Linked DNA regions of Canis lupus: region 1 is linked to region 2. Evidence: chromatin contacts called from public Hi-C data. All regions are on one chromosome and are shown on one strand. The core of a region is the stretch at or near the end of the contact, and the rest is flanking DNA. Distances in the headings are between cores, read along the strand shown.

Region 1 (7,352 bases), core at 3,168-5,667, 170 kb before region 2:
GAAGTCCGTGAATAATTGCTAGTGTGAAAATGTAATACTTTAAAATTTTAATTGCACAAAAGTGCAATATAGTTTGGCATAAAAGAACTAGCAGCAGTCTATGGTATGTCTAGCTAAGGACTTTGATTTAGACCTGTAAAATGCTTGTATTAGTCTGCTAGGGCTGCCAATAAAATACCAAAGACTGTGCGGCTTCAACAACAAAAAATTATTTTCTCACAGCTCTGGAGACTGCTAGTCCAAAATTAAGGTCCAAAAGGGTCAGTTTCTGATGAGAGCTCTCTTTCTGGCTTGCAGACAGCTACCTTTTTTCTTGTGTTCTCATATGGCAGAGAGAGCTGTCTCTTATAAGGACACTAATCCTATTGAATCAGGGCCAATCTTATGACCTCATCAACCTTAATTACCTCTATAGATGTTCCAGCCACCCTGGGGGGTTAGGGCTTCAACATATAATTTGGCAGGGAACACAGTCAGTTCATAACAATGATAATTTTTTTAATAAAGTAATTATGTTTTCTTTTTTTTAAATATTTTATTTATTTATTCATGAGAGATACACAGAGAGAGAGAGAGAGAGAGAGGCAGAGACACAGGCAGAGGGAGAAGCAAGCTCCATGCAGGGAGCCTGATGTGGGACTGGATCCCGGGTCTCCAGGATCACACCCTGGGCGGAAGGCGGCACTAAAACACTGAGCCACCAGGGCTGTCCAACAAAGATATAATTTTTGGTAATTAAGAGACTAACTTGACCCTCTCTGTAATAAGCATTTTTCAAGTTTTTTCTAACCGTTTTGTTTAAACACAACATACATTTTTTGTGTTCTACTTTCATTTTTCTCTACTCTGAAACTACAAAAAGAGGTAAAGACTGATATATCTATAGATAAGTCAACAATCAACAAAGGACTTGATAAAGAAGAGATGTACTACAATGTTAACTTAGAGAAGGGACATGATGTTATTCTTTCACTCCAGTATTTAATAGTGGCTTACATATGGAAAACATTAGTAAACAGGAATTTGCTGAATGAAAGGGAAAAAGGATGGAAGAAAAGCACAGAAGAATAGAAGAGCGGGGGGGGGGGGGGGGGAGCAATTTAACTTTTTTTAATGGTGCATTGGAAACCATAAATCCAAGAAAACAAAATCAAGTCAGCTACTTACCGCTTTAACCATACTCAGCTTCTCATTTGTAATCTGTTCTGTATACTTTCTATATGCTGCGTTTTTAGGAATTTGCTCAAGAACATCAAGAATCTTTGTGTACAATATTCTTAACCTCTGAAAAGACAAATCATATACATTTCCAGTTTAAAGTATCATCAAAGATTCAACAGAACATTTTAAAAAGTCTCACTAATTACAAAAAGATTCACATCTGTTTTTTAAAAAGCATTTAAGTCTTCCTTGTTATAATTTCTTCATGTCTTTGCCTTATTACCTTTATAATTGAAGGAAACTGTGAGTACAGTTGACCCTTGAACAACGCTGAGGTTAGAGAGCCTATCACTGGCATGGCTGAAAATCCACATATAACTTATGACTCCCCCAAAACCTGACCAATAACGAATATGCCTGACCAATAACATAAACAGTTAACACATACTTTATATGTTGTATGTTATCACATATTATATTCTTACAATAAAGTAAGCTAGGGAAAAGATGTTATTATGAAAATCATGAGGGACACCTAGGTGGCTCAGTGGTTGAGCACCTGCCTTAAGCTCAGGGTGTGATCCTGGGGTCCTGGGATGTAGTCCTGCATCAGGCTCCCTGCGGGGAGCCTCCTTTTCCCTCTGCCTCTGCCTCTGTCTCTGCCTCTCTAAGTCTCTAATGAATAAATAAATAAAATCTTAAAAAAAAAAAAAAAAGCAGATCATTTAAGGAAAATACATTTACAATACTATACTGTATTTACTGAAAAATATATGTACATAAGTGGACCCAAGCAGTTCAAACCTGTTATTCAAGGGTCAAGTGTATAAAATGGATACTTTTTATGTTGCATTAACAACATAGGTTGTATATAAGCCAAAGGTATGGTAACAAGTAAAAATAAAACTGCATTCTAACTTATTGCTAATGATCTATTTGAAAATAAACTCATTTACTAAATCATTACTTCTCAAATTGCAATCCTAAGCACTACAAATTGATTTTTTTCCATTTTTCTCATTTGAATTTCTGAAGAAGTAAAAAAATATATAAAAGCAATGATTATCGGAATGATCAAATTTAACTAAATGTAGTCATAATACTTCAGCTTATGGTGACTGAGTTGGTCATGAAAATGAAGGTTTCACACAGGCTTAAAAGAAAAGGAACAAGAGAACTGAACTTAAAGCACAATGAACTTCAAGTTCACATACAGCAGTTAGTAGTAAAGCTACATGGTAAGAAACTGTTACACCAGATCATAATTCACAAGAGTTCATAAATAGTAAATATAATCACAAATATACATACATTATATAAAGAATTCTTTGTATTTCATTGTACAAAATCCATAGGTACTAACACCTAGTTTCATTCATATATATTCACAATATACATATGAATAAATAAATAAGAAATTAGACGTGATTTCAAGGTTTTTGAACTCAGTCAACACAAGAATGAAACTGCCATTCATTGAGGTGAGCAAGCCTGAGAGAAAAGCATTTTTTAGGGAGAAGAATAGGAACACAATTTTGGGTGTTTAGTTTGGGTTGCCTGGTCTGACATTCAAGTGAAGATATCCACTCAGCAATTAAATATACAAGACTCTCAGAGGTCAGTGCTCAATACAGATATTTAACAGTTATCAGTGTATAGGTAGTATTTAAAACCACTAAATTGAGTCCAGACAAGGAGACAAATATAAATAGAGAAAAGTTCCAAAAACTAAGTCTAAGAACTCCAAAATTCCTAAGTGGGGATATGAGAAATAACCAGAAAGGGAAAAGTCAATGAGAGTAAGGGGGCGGGGGGGGGGGGGGGGGGGGACGGACAAAAAACAGAAGACTAGGTGAATTCCCAAGCACAGAAGCGCTTGATGGAGACGGTGCCAAACGTCGCCGGTGCGGCTACTGAGTCAATTAAGATGAGAAACGTGAGCTGACCATTCGATTCAGCAGCACAGAAATCATGGTGACCTTGAAAAGAGCGGTTCTAGCCAAGTCTGGGTGGAGTGAATTCAAAAGGGAGTAAGAGAAACTGGAGACAGTTAAGTCCAGATAACTCTTTGGAGTTATCTATAAAAGGAAGGAGAGAGATGCTGTGATTACTGAAAGGAGCGAGGGAGGTCTTTAAAGTCTTTTCAGATGGAAGCATTCTGAAGACCGATGGGAAAGACCCACTGATGACGCAAGGGGTTAACTGCTAGAGCGATAGACGCGGTAAGGCAAGGCAGGGCGTGGGGGGCGGTGGAACATGGAGACACAGGTATGGGAGGGTACTCATAACGGGACAGGTGAAGGCACGAGAAGCCTACGGAAAAACTCAGCAAGAAAAGGGACTTAAGAACGAGGTCATGGGGCGGTCCCGGTGGCACAGCGGCTTAGCGCCGCCTGCAGCCTGAGGTGTGATCCTGGAGTCCCAGGTCGAGCTCCCCGCATGGAGCCTGCTTCTCCCTCTGCCTGTATCTCTGCCTCTCTCTCTCTCTCTCCCATGAATAAATAAATAAAATCTTAAAAAAAAAAAAAAAAAAAAAGAACGAGGTCATGGAACGCGCAGGCGCAGACGCACGCGCACGGGACCCATCGACAAAGGAGAGAGAGACCCTGTTCTGGTCTCAAGGCGGCTCTCAGGCCGGCCTGTGATTTGGGGCTTGAAATATCCGCACCCCGCTGCCCTTTCTACCAGGGTCACAGGGTTCTGGTCGTCCTGGGGAATCCGGGAATGGAGCAGCACGGAACGTACCTCGTGTGGGCTCTCACATACAGCCAATCCCACAAGGCCGGTGGTCTGTTCAAAAACAAAACACGATTCAAGCTGTTTACAATTCCGCGCGCCCGCCACGCTAAGGAAGGAGAGACCTACCACCCCCCACCCCCCACCCCCGCCCCGGCTACTACCGACCTAAAAACAGCTGTCGGTCTCTCGGAGCCACTAGGCTGGAGAACGGGGCTACGGAGTGCGTCCTCCCTGAGGCCACAGCAGAACGAGTCCGCCCAACAGCCTCGGCCATCCCGCGCCAGTTCCCGCCACCACCGCGGGGTGAGGGGCTTTCGGGCTGACTCTACCCCCACGGTCTAAAACCCAGCAGTGACCTCCATTCGCCTCACCTTCTTCAGCACACCCGCCATGACAGCGCCGACGGGCCGGGGACGCGCAGCCCTCTGGGAACCCGGCTCAGACCCGCTCAATCCAGCGCCGAGGCCGCCACACTATCACCTTGGAAGCAGCTCCCGCCCCCCTCGCGATCTCCACCCGGCGGAGGCTGTGCCCCGCCCATTCGGGGGGGGGGGGGGGGGGATCGACGCCTGCGCAGTGAGTACACCGGAGTCCGGAGCAGGCGCTGCAGGAAGGAGCTGTTGGGCGGCTTCCGTCTGGCGAATGGGTTCCTGCCTTGACGACCGCTGACGGCTTGCGCGGAGGCGGAGGGAAACGCTCCAAATTTCCAGAAACCTACCACAGAATGTGCACCTGGCTTATCCTTTGGCGAATCCCTCAACCTCCCTTGCACGGTGCAGCGTGTAGTAACAGGAGCGTGGTCCCCTGGAGCTGTCCTCTCCGTGATCTCGTCGCAGCCAAGGTTGATCCGTAGCACCAGGATATCGGTATTTTCAGTCTACTGTGCCAGTGCAGTTCACGGTGTGAAGCCATTCCCTGGCTCAGCCCTTTTCCATTTCACTTCCGGAAGTGTGTCATCCACCTTCGCGTTTCCCCAGGGAAGTGATAACAGATCACAGCACTTCTCCCCACGTATCTCTGCAAACATTTATCGAGTACGCGTTAGGTGTTAGTTACCGGGACGTGATTTTTCAGGCAGGATCCCACATCCTGGAATTTACTGAACGGTGATGAAAACACGCATTAACAGTTGGTAAGTGTTCTTCTAAAAGAGGTTTGCACCTCTTTTAGAGTGCAGTGGTAGCAGGGAAGAGGAAGTAAATAACCAAAAATGGTTAGTTACAAAAAAGTGACATGTATTTATACATATGTATATGTGTCACTCTTTCTAGAATATAAACCATATATGGATGGAAAATTTTTCCTACCATATCTGAAAGGGCTAAAATAGTACCTGGTACATAAGAAGCACCCAATAACTATATTTTTTTAATGAATACAATAGAAAAATAAGCAAAAGGAATAAAATAGACAATTGACAAAAATGGAAACAGGAAAAGTCAATAAACATCAAAAGGACTCAACCTCCCTAATAATCAAGAAAATGCAAATTAACTATAATTTTACTGCCATCTTACAAAAGTAAAGAATGACAATACCAAGTGTTAGCAAGGATGGAGAGCACCAGGAGGACTCATATACTGCTGGTGGGAGTGAATTCATATAATCACTTTAGGGAATAATTTCACAAGAGTTACTTGAAGACATGCAAAACCTATAGCTGAGTTGTATGGGATGAAATATGTCCCCCAAATTCATATACTGAAGTCATAAACCCCACTATCTCAAAATTGACCTTATATAAAAATAGGACCATTAAAAATGTAATTAGTTAAAATGGGCTCATTAAAGTAAGCCCTTCTCTAATACTACTGATATCCTAATTAAAAGGAAATATTTGGACACAGAGAAATGTACACAGGGAGAATATAAAATGTAATGCAAAGATGAGGGCAGAGGTAGGGATGACGCTTCTACAAGACAAGGACCAACAAAGATTTCTAGAAAATCACTAGAAGTTAGGGGAGAGCCATGGAACAAATTCTCTGAGCCCTTAGAAGAAACCAAACACTGACTTGATCTCTGACTTCCAGCCTCCAGACAGAGGAGCTAATACTTTTAATGATGTTTAAATCACTGAGTGTGTGGTATTTTGTTACAGCAACCCTATAAACTAACACTGAGTAACATATCTTCCTCTCTTACATTTGGATAGCTGTCCCTAGAAAGATGAGCCATAGGGGTATAATTTTCCCAGCTCAGATTACTCAAGAATTAGGCTTCCCCATAACTTCCATCATAATTTCTAACTTCTAGTATTTCAATCATTCGCAGTTACAATTCAGGACAGAGGAAATATATATTAACATGTGTGCATATATGCATTTTAAAGATACAAGCAGGCATGTGTATGGTTGTATACACATAAAAAAATACAAACAACTGAACTGGAACAAACTGTCTGATGCATCAATTTGCTCCTGCCATGGTGACATTTATATCTGGACACACTAGATTAGATTCAGGAAACCATAGTGGGATTGAGAGAAAATGTCCTTATTTTTCAAACCAGATAGTGCTGAAATAATCACCAGAACTTGGATGAATGGAAGTTTATGAGGTCACAAACTTTATCCCCTGTACCTCCAGATTCTAAGAATTTTTGTCATTGTGGATGTGTTCTAGAATGTAGAATCATGTGATTATAAAAGATACATGTGTTTTCATTTGTTGTAACTTTAGGAGTTCAGGCTTCTGACGTACCATATTTTTAAAAGACACCACGGCTAGACAGATCTAGCTGATCCGGGCTAAGGTATACTGCATAGCTAACCATTTCTATGTAGTGGGGAAATGTGTAGGTTTTCTGAACCAGTCCATTTGCAGAAGTGTGAGGCTATGTATGGAGAGGGCTTAATAGCTTGATAGTCACCACCACCTATGGCTGGTGACAGTAGAATTGGCTATAAAGAGAAATCAACTTTGGCATCTGTGATATCGAAAAGGGATTTGGGAATATCTTAATGTAAATAGCAAGGACATCAAATGCATTATATTCTCTCAGCTGGGAGAGAGTTCCCAGAGGGTAAGTGTTAGAACTCTGCTAAGGAAGCAGACAGATGTTAGGAAGTTCTTCTGTAAACAAAATTAGCAAGGCCAGGTGACTTAGAGCTAAAATCTGGATCTCATGTTTTATACAATTTTCTGTGGAGGACCCCTAGCCTACCCAATAAGGGAGGTCTTGTTTCTCCAAAATTAAGTAACTGGAAGAATTAGGACCTCCTACACTGCTTCTTAATGATAGATACTCTTCTGCAAAGGGCTGAATCTTACCAAAGTCAGGAAGTTAGAGTGTTTCTCTAGAATCTAAGGCTCTGGAGCTATGTTTCCCAGCCAATTACTTGAGGGAGACATGAAACCAAAAGGCTGAAAAGGAAGAAAGCATCTCAATTTTCAGGGCATGAGAGGCTCGTTCCTAATAATCTAAAGGGGACAAGTACTATGTTGGCTGG
Region 2 (6,376 bases), core at 2,709-5,208:
CTAAACCTAAGGGGAATGAAATCCTGCTAAAGGCTAATTGTCCTGGAATTCCTATCAACAGTGCCTTAATTTAGGCCTTCATATCTTATGTGCACTGTTGTGAAATTACTTGATCTCCTTTGTCTCCACTCTTACAACCCTCAATCCACCTTCTATAGTGCCTTCATCTTTCTCCAAAACTTTCTAAAAGTTGTATCTGATCTTGAGCACTAACTAGTGCAATACTTCCTCAACTGTATCTCTTATACCTATGAAATATACACTGATATCTTAATGGGTTAGAGAAAGTCTGTACTAAAAAAACAAAACAAACAAACAAAAAAAACCTTTGTTTTAGTTTAACCTTAACTCACAAAATATACACCTAAGATTGAAGGGAAACATATAAACATTTCAAATGTGTTTCAAGACTACCCTATCAGAAAACAGTAAACTTCAGTTACCTTCATATATGCTAAAGTCTCCTGTTAATAAGCTTGCTAAAAATAGAAATGCCCAAGTTCCAACTCAAACCCACTGAATATTATCTAGGAATTCGGGCTAGCAATATTTGTAATCTCCACAATGTTTCTAATGCATATCTAAGTTTGAGAACCCAAGCAGATACCTTCGTTGCTCCATAACTACTTGTAGGCCCCCGACTTTCCAAGCTATTTCATTCCTCTCATCATAATCTTAAATATTCAGGTATCACCCATCCTAAAACACTTCTCATCCTCTCTCAATCTCCTAAACTTTTGTGAAAAATAGCAACATCCATATATTTAACATAAAGTCCTTCTAATCCACAAAATTAGCCCATAATATCCCTATTTTAGAAATACGAAAACCAATTCTACTACAGGAAGTAAAACAAAAAGAAAAACAAAAGAAAAACTTGTCCTAAGTGACCAAATGAGTTGGAACTCTGGCAGGCTGACTACAAAGCCAAGATGTTTTACATTGTGACGTGCAGCCTCTTACACATTACTCTGAAGCACTTACTCATCAGTTTACATATTTGTTTCCCTTTTTAGACCTAGTAAGTTCCTTGAGGGTAGGCATCAACCCTGATTTTGACCTCAACATTTAGTTACTCAATATTGTTGAGTCAAAGAAGGAATGCAGCTCCTCCAGAACTGGGACTGCAACTATTTGTTTCATTTCTTGAACTCTTAGGGCTCTGAATATACTTCTGTCCTAACAAATTCCGGTCGACTTGTAAATGTTATTGCTGATGTTTTTAATGAGATAATGTATTTCACTATAATTTTAAACTACAAAAAGCGGCATAGTCAGCAAAGAAAAAAAGGATTTTTCAAAACAAAATAGTCTTTACTCTCAAGTAACTGGAGACTTCAAATATTAATCTTCACAACAATTTCATACCACAAGAGTGTATGAAATGCCAAATTCAAAAGGTAAAGGTGATTAATAATAGATGACATAAAGATACTGAGCACTGAATACTGATGGCTTATTCAGCAATCCACTTATGCTAACCAGAAAGCAAGGCTATCTTTCTCAATCACAGTATTCTCTCACATCTTTCATTTTTCTGAAACCAGTAAACATTACAGGTAAGCATAGAGCAATTAGTCAGTGTACTAGTGTTTGAATATAATGTCCTTCCTGCCTAAGCTTAATGTGTCTGGTATGTAAAACGTAAAACAACTATTTCCTTTCTGATACAGATCATATAGCAAATGAAACTAAAACAAAAAAATTTTAATTTTTTTTTCATTTGCAGATATTGTAACAGTTTAAAGAGCTGGAGATTTTCCTAAATCGAAAATATACAAAAATTAGTGCTGCTTTAAGAATCTCACACACTAATTATACCAAGTTTTGGTGGGGAAAAAAAAAAAAAAAAAGAACTGATTATTCCTTTTGCACCATTTTTTGAAATAAATCAATAACAAGTAAGAAAAAAAACCCTTCTAAAACAACATGATGTAGTGGAAACTACAGCAGACTAGGCATCCAAAGTCCTGGCTTTCTAGTTCTGGTTACCTACTAAACTGCTGTGTGACTTGGGGTTCACTGGCTCAGTTTTCTCATTTGTTCAAAAGCGAGGGAGGGAGGGGACACGGACACACACGACAGTTGTCTTTAAAACTGTTGCCCAAAATTTTGATTTTAAGCCAGTCCTCTTATTTCATTCTTCTAATCAGTAAAATACCAGGCCCGTCTGAATTGAAGGTAATGATTCAATCTCCAAGAGGATACAAAAAGGCTGACTCCTATAAAGTTAACAATTAACCCATAGAGTAACTTTCCAGAAATTGTCTATCCTAACTTCTTAAACAGATAGATGTAGCCTCGTTTGACATATTTAACACTACCAACAGAAGCTGTAAAATGGTACTGCTCTGTTGACATTTCAGTAGGGGTTTCCTGGTTTCCAGTGGCACATACTATGCAGGTGCTAAGACGCAAAGAGGGGAGACAGGGACCCAAACAGCATTTCAGCAAACTCGACTACAGTTCAACGGAGCCACAGCAGTAAGATGCAGCCAGACGAGGCCTACACCACAGAGCAGAACCTCCCCACCCCCAGAAGTGCCAGCAGCCAATGTAATGAATGCTTCCGTCAACAACACACATTCCCCTTCCCACAGCAGAACTGCTTGCTCCCAACCGGCCATCTGGGGTTGGAACAGGCCGCACAGCACCAACCTAAGAATCACTCTCAGGCCCCAAAAGGCCACGAACTACTAGAGACTGTGGTTCTCCTGCGCATGGTCGTGGGGAGAGCAGCACCTCCTCCCACCAATGAAGGGTTAAAAAAAAAAAAAAAAAAAAATCAGTGGAGAGGAGAGCAGAAACCAGGCCTGGTGAGGCTGCTGGAGGAAAAAAAAAAAAAAAAAAAAACGCTGTTTCTCTGCAATGGGGGGCAGCAACATTCCCTGCCCTCATTCTGAACCGATGCAATCGACTTCATTTTCTCCTGGGAGCCTAAACGGGGATCAAAAACCCCCATTCTGGCCCGCTTCATTCATATCCGGGCTTCATTCCCCGATCTACCCACTTCTGAAACCTCTGCCATTGTGAAAGAAGGTAGCCTCCTCCCCACCCCCAGATCAAGCGGCAGGAGGTGAAACAAGGGCCAGTACGGACGCCCGGTTTTTAAGATCCAGCAGCTCGTGCAGGAATAAAATCTCCTCTTGGCCTGAGAGCAAAGTTTGAGCCAGCAGCAAGGGCGCAGACCTGGGCCCGGCCAGGAGGGGTTCCAGGGCGGGCCTGCGGAGGTGACACTTCCCTGCTCACGGTCAGCTTCGGGAGGCGGGGGGCGGCGGCGGCGGCGGCGCCGGCCCGCACCGCCCGCACCCGCCGCGCCGGGCTGGCTGGAGGCCTGGCGGCGGCCGGACCCTCCCCGCGCCGCTCCCGCCTTCGTCCCCGCTCCCGCTTCCCGGCCCTCGTGCCCGGGCCCGTGAGGTATCGTCGGGGATGGCGACGCGGGTCTCGGCCACTGACCACACATTTCTTGCCGAGGAAGGTGAAGAGGGACTCATTCTCCTGCGGGGTGAGCAGCAAGGACCCCACGTTGGTGACCCTCCGCGGCGGCGGCGGCTGCTGCTGGCCCGAGCTCATGGTTTCGCCGGCGGGGCTGAGCGTCCGGGGCCGTCTCCGGCGAGCAGGCGAGCGCTCTCTCCCCTCTCGGTGACAGGGGTGGGAGGAGGGGAATCAGAGGCGCAGCATCTCGCAGCTCCTCGGGCGCGGGGAGGAGGAGGAGGAGGAGGCCGCGGGAAGGAGGAGCCAACGACGGGCCGCGCAAAGAAAGGGAAGCTCCCGGCTCCCGCCCGGCGAGTCCCAGGCCGGATGGTCGTTGACCTCGTACTCCAGCGACTGCGCTAAACTCCCAACTCCTCCTCCAACCCTCCTGCGGCGGCGGCGGCGGCGGCAGCGGCGGTGGTGGCGGCAGCACAATCCAACATGGCTGCGGGGGCGGACGAGACCACAGGACGCAGGACGCGGGGGAGCGCGCCGGAAACGCGCGGCTGCGGGCCGGGCCCGGGAGAAGCGCCCCCCCCCCCCACGCCGCGGCCGGCCCACCGCGCCGGCCCAGGCCCCGCCCACTTCCGGCCGGGGCGCGGGCTGCGAGGCGCGGGCGCGGGCGCGTGGGCGGGGGCGGGGATCGCGCGTGCGGGCCCCTGCTCCCGTGCTGGTTTCTGCGGGGCTTGGGCCGGGCGGCCGCCGTCTGCCAAAAACAGAAGTGGCCCGCGCGAGTTCTGCGGACGCACACCTTGGCGAAGCGTTTGTGCGGCCCCAGGTCCCCCTTCCCCGGAATGGCTCTTATTTGGGGGGCGCAGAAGCCGGACGTTCTTACTGCAGGTCAAAAGGATCTGGAGACGAAGACGGGAAAGTGACGCGCTCCCCTGTGCTCCTGGGTCGGAGCTGCAGGTGCCGGGGGTTTCTCAAACTTTGTGCAAACTTCAGCAGTGGGTGTAGAGGAACACACAGGCCTCTCTCCCGGAGTTGTGAAAGAGCTTGCTGATGGATGTTAACAAAAACCAAACGCACTTAGAATTTTCTACCGCTCGCCTGGAGTGTTGCGTGGGATGAGTGTATTGAGAACATTTAAATTCAGGCTCTTTTCTCTGAAGTGCCCTGAACACGTTTTTCCCCATCTTGAAAATTGGAAAATATTCTCCCCCCCCCCACCTTCTCATCTTTCTATTCCTATTTAATAAAGGTGTAGTATAGAGATAACTAAACCTACTTCTAAGTAGTAAAATTTACCCGGAAAGCATACGTGAAATACCTGATGGACGGTGGTTACTCAAACATTACTTGCTCTATAGTCCTTATCTTCCCTTTGCCTATGGTTTGCTTCCCTTCCCTTAGCTAAGGATCAAAAGTGGAGTTGAAATGTGTATTTTTTATCTTTGTGCTATCTAAGCATGAAATTTCAAAAAACTGTAGCATTTAGAACTCTCTGTATTTCTTCAAATGTATAGTGGTAAATTGGGGGCATAATTTCTTAGCAGAATTTCTACTTAGGCTATATAGGATGCCGCATGGACGATATATGTACTATTATGTGAAAATTACAAAACTTAAAAACTATAAATCTAGAGACAATCATTTGTTCCTAATACTATCTTTATAATATTAAATACTATTTTATCATATTATGTTTTTTCTTTCTTTCTTTCTTTCTTTCTTTCTTTCTTTCTTTCTTTCTTTCTTTCTTTCTTTCTTTTCTTATGATTTTATTTATTTGTTCATAACAGACACAGAGAGAGAGAGGCAGAGACACAGGCAGAGGGAGAAGCAGGCTCCATGCAGGGAGCCCGACGTGGGACTCGATCCCGGGTCTCCAGGATCACACCCCCGGCTGAAGGCCGCGCTAAAGCACTGAGCCACCGGGGCTGCACCATATTATATTTTCTAAGTTTTTTTTTTTTTTTTTTTATGATAGTCACAGAGAGAGAAAGAGAGGCAGAGGCACAGGCAGAGGGAGAAGCAGGCTCCATGCACCGGGAGCCCGACGTGGGATTCGATCCCGGGTCTCCAGGATCGCGCCCTGGGCCAAAGGTAGGCGCTAAACCGCTGCGCCACCCAGGGATCCCCCTATTTTCTAATACTAATTTTGTTCGTTAGTAAAAACTGAAAGGCAGCGATTTTTATGCTAGTATGCTAGCTTTTGAAAGCTTATAAACAACCCAACTATTTTGAAGATGGGAGACACATGGAAGAGGGCTACAGGAAAAAGCAGGCAGCATGGGAGGCTAGTTGAAGGGACAGCAGCTGTGAGCTAACTATTGGGTTCCAATCATTTACAACCTCTTGTTAGCTTAGACTATGTATTGTTTCCATTGCTTTTTTTTTTTTCTTTCAGGAGATATTAAATGGCTTATCTATTTCTAGGTGCAGTTTTCTATTTGCCCCTGTCTTTTTTGTTTAAAAATTATAACCACCATAGACTTTTTTCTCAAGCCCAAATCATTTCTTTAACTTGGACTCAAAATTTGAAATATATTTTGTGCACAAAATTGCAACCTAAGTTCTTATTTTTTACCCCTTTGTTGTTATTTTTGCTTTTCTTTGGCCTTTTTCCAACACCCTGTTCTTAAATGTGGAAAATGTTACCGTGAACATTACGTTGGAAATATGACTTCCTTATTCTTAGGAGCATGTGAGCAAGCAACATTTGGGGTTTTCCCTTCTTACCGTGCATACAAGGATTTTATTTTCCCATGTTCATCCCCATACCAAGCAGTAGCAGTTTGATTTGTTTCAAAGTTTTAGCAAGTCTCTTGTTTCATTCTTGATAGCATATCCTCTATTTGGCAGAACGCAAGACATCTTTCTCTCTGTTTTCTTTGGCAAGTTATTTTCTTATCTCAAATTCTTTTTATCCAGTTTGAGAGATTGGATTTGGTCCAGGAAA

What was found. Hi-C and Micro-C count contacts between places; a contact is called where the count stands out from the background.
Region 1: a contact with region 2 is called in a Hi-C map of blood, with 3 times the contacts expected there. The contact joins the promoter of NDUFA5 here to the promoter of WASL in region 2. A contact is called at or near these places in 2 of 9 Hi-C or Micro-C datasets (both in blood).

The regions. Positions count from the first base shown.
Region 1 is chr14:11,938,828-11,946,179 of UU_Cfam_GSD_1.0, reverse strand. It overlaps NDUFA5 (NADH dehydrogenase [ubiquinone] 1 alpha subcomplex subunit 5), which reads right to left and starts at 4,417. Exons shown (of 5, transcript XM_038556664.1): 1 at 4,272-4,417; 2 at 3,907-3,951; 3 at 1,168-1,284. The coding sequence starts at 4,292. ASB15 (ankyrin repeat and SOCS box protein 15) reads left to right here and starts at 4,475. Exons shown (of 13, transcript XM_038556662.1): 1 at 4,475-5,032.
Region 2 is chr14:11,771,661-11,778,036 of UU_Cfam_GSD_1.0, reverse strand. It overlaps WASL (neural Wiskott-Aldrich syndrome protein), which reads right to left and starts at 3,958. Exons shown (of 11, transcript XM_038556644.1): 1 at 3,457-3,958. The coding sequence starts at 3,573. LOC119874505 (a long non-coding RNA gene) reads left to right here and starts at 4,090. Exons shown (of 2, transcript XR_005369338.1): 1 at 4,090-4,383; 2 at 5,405-6,376.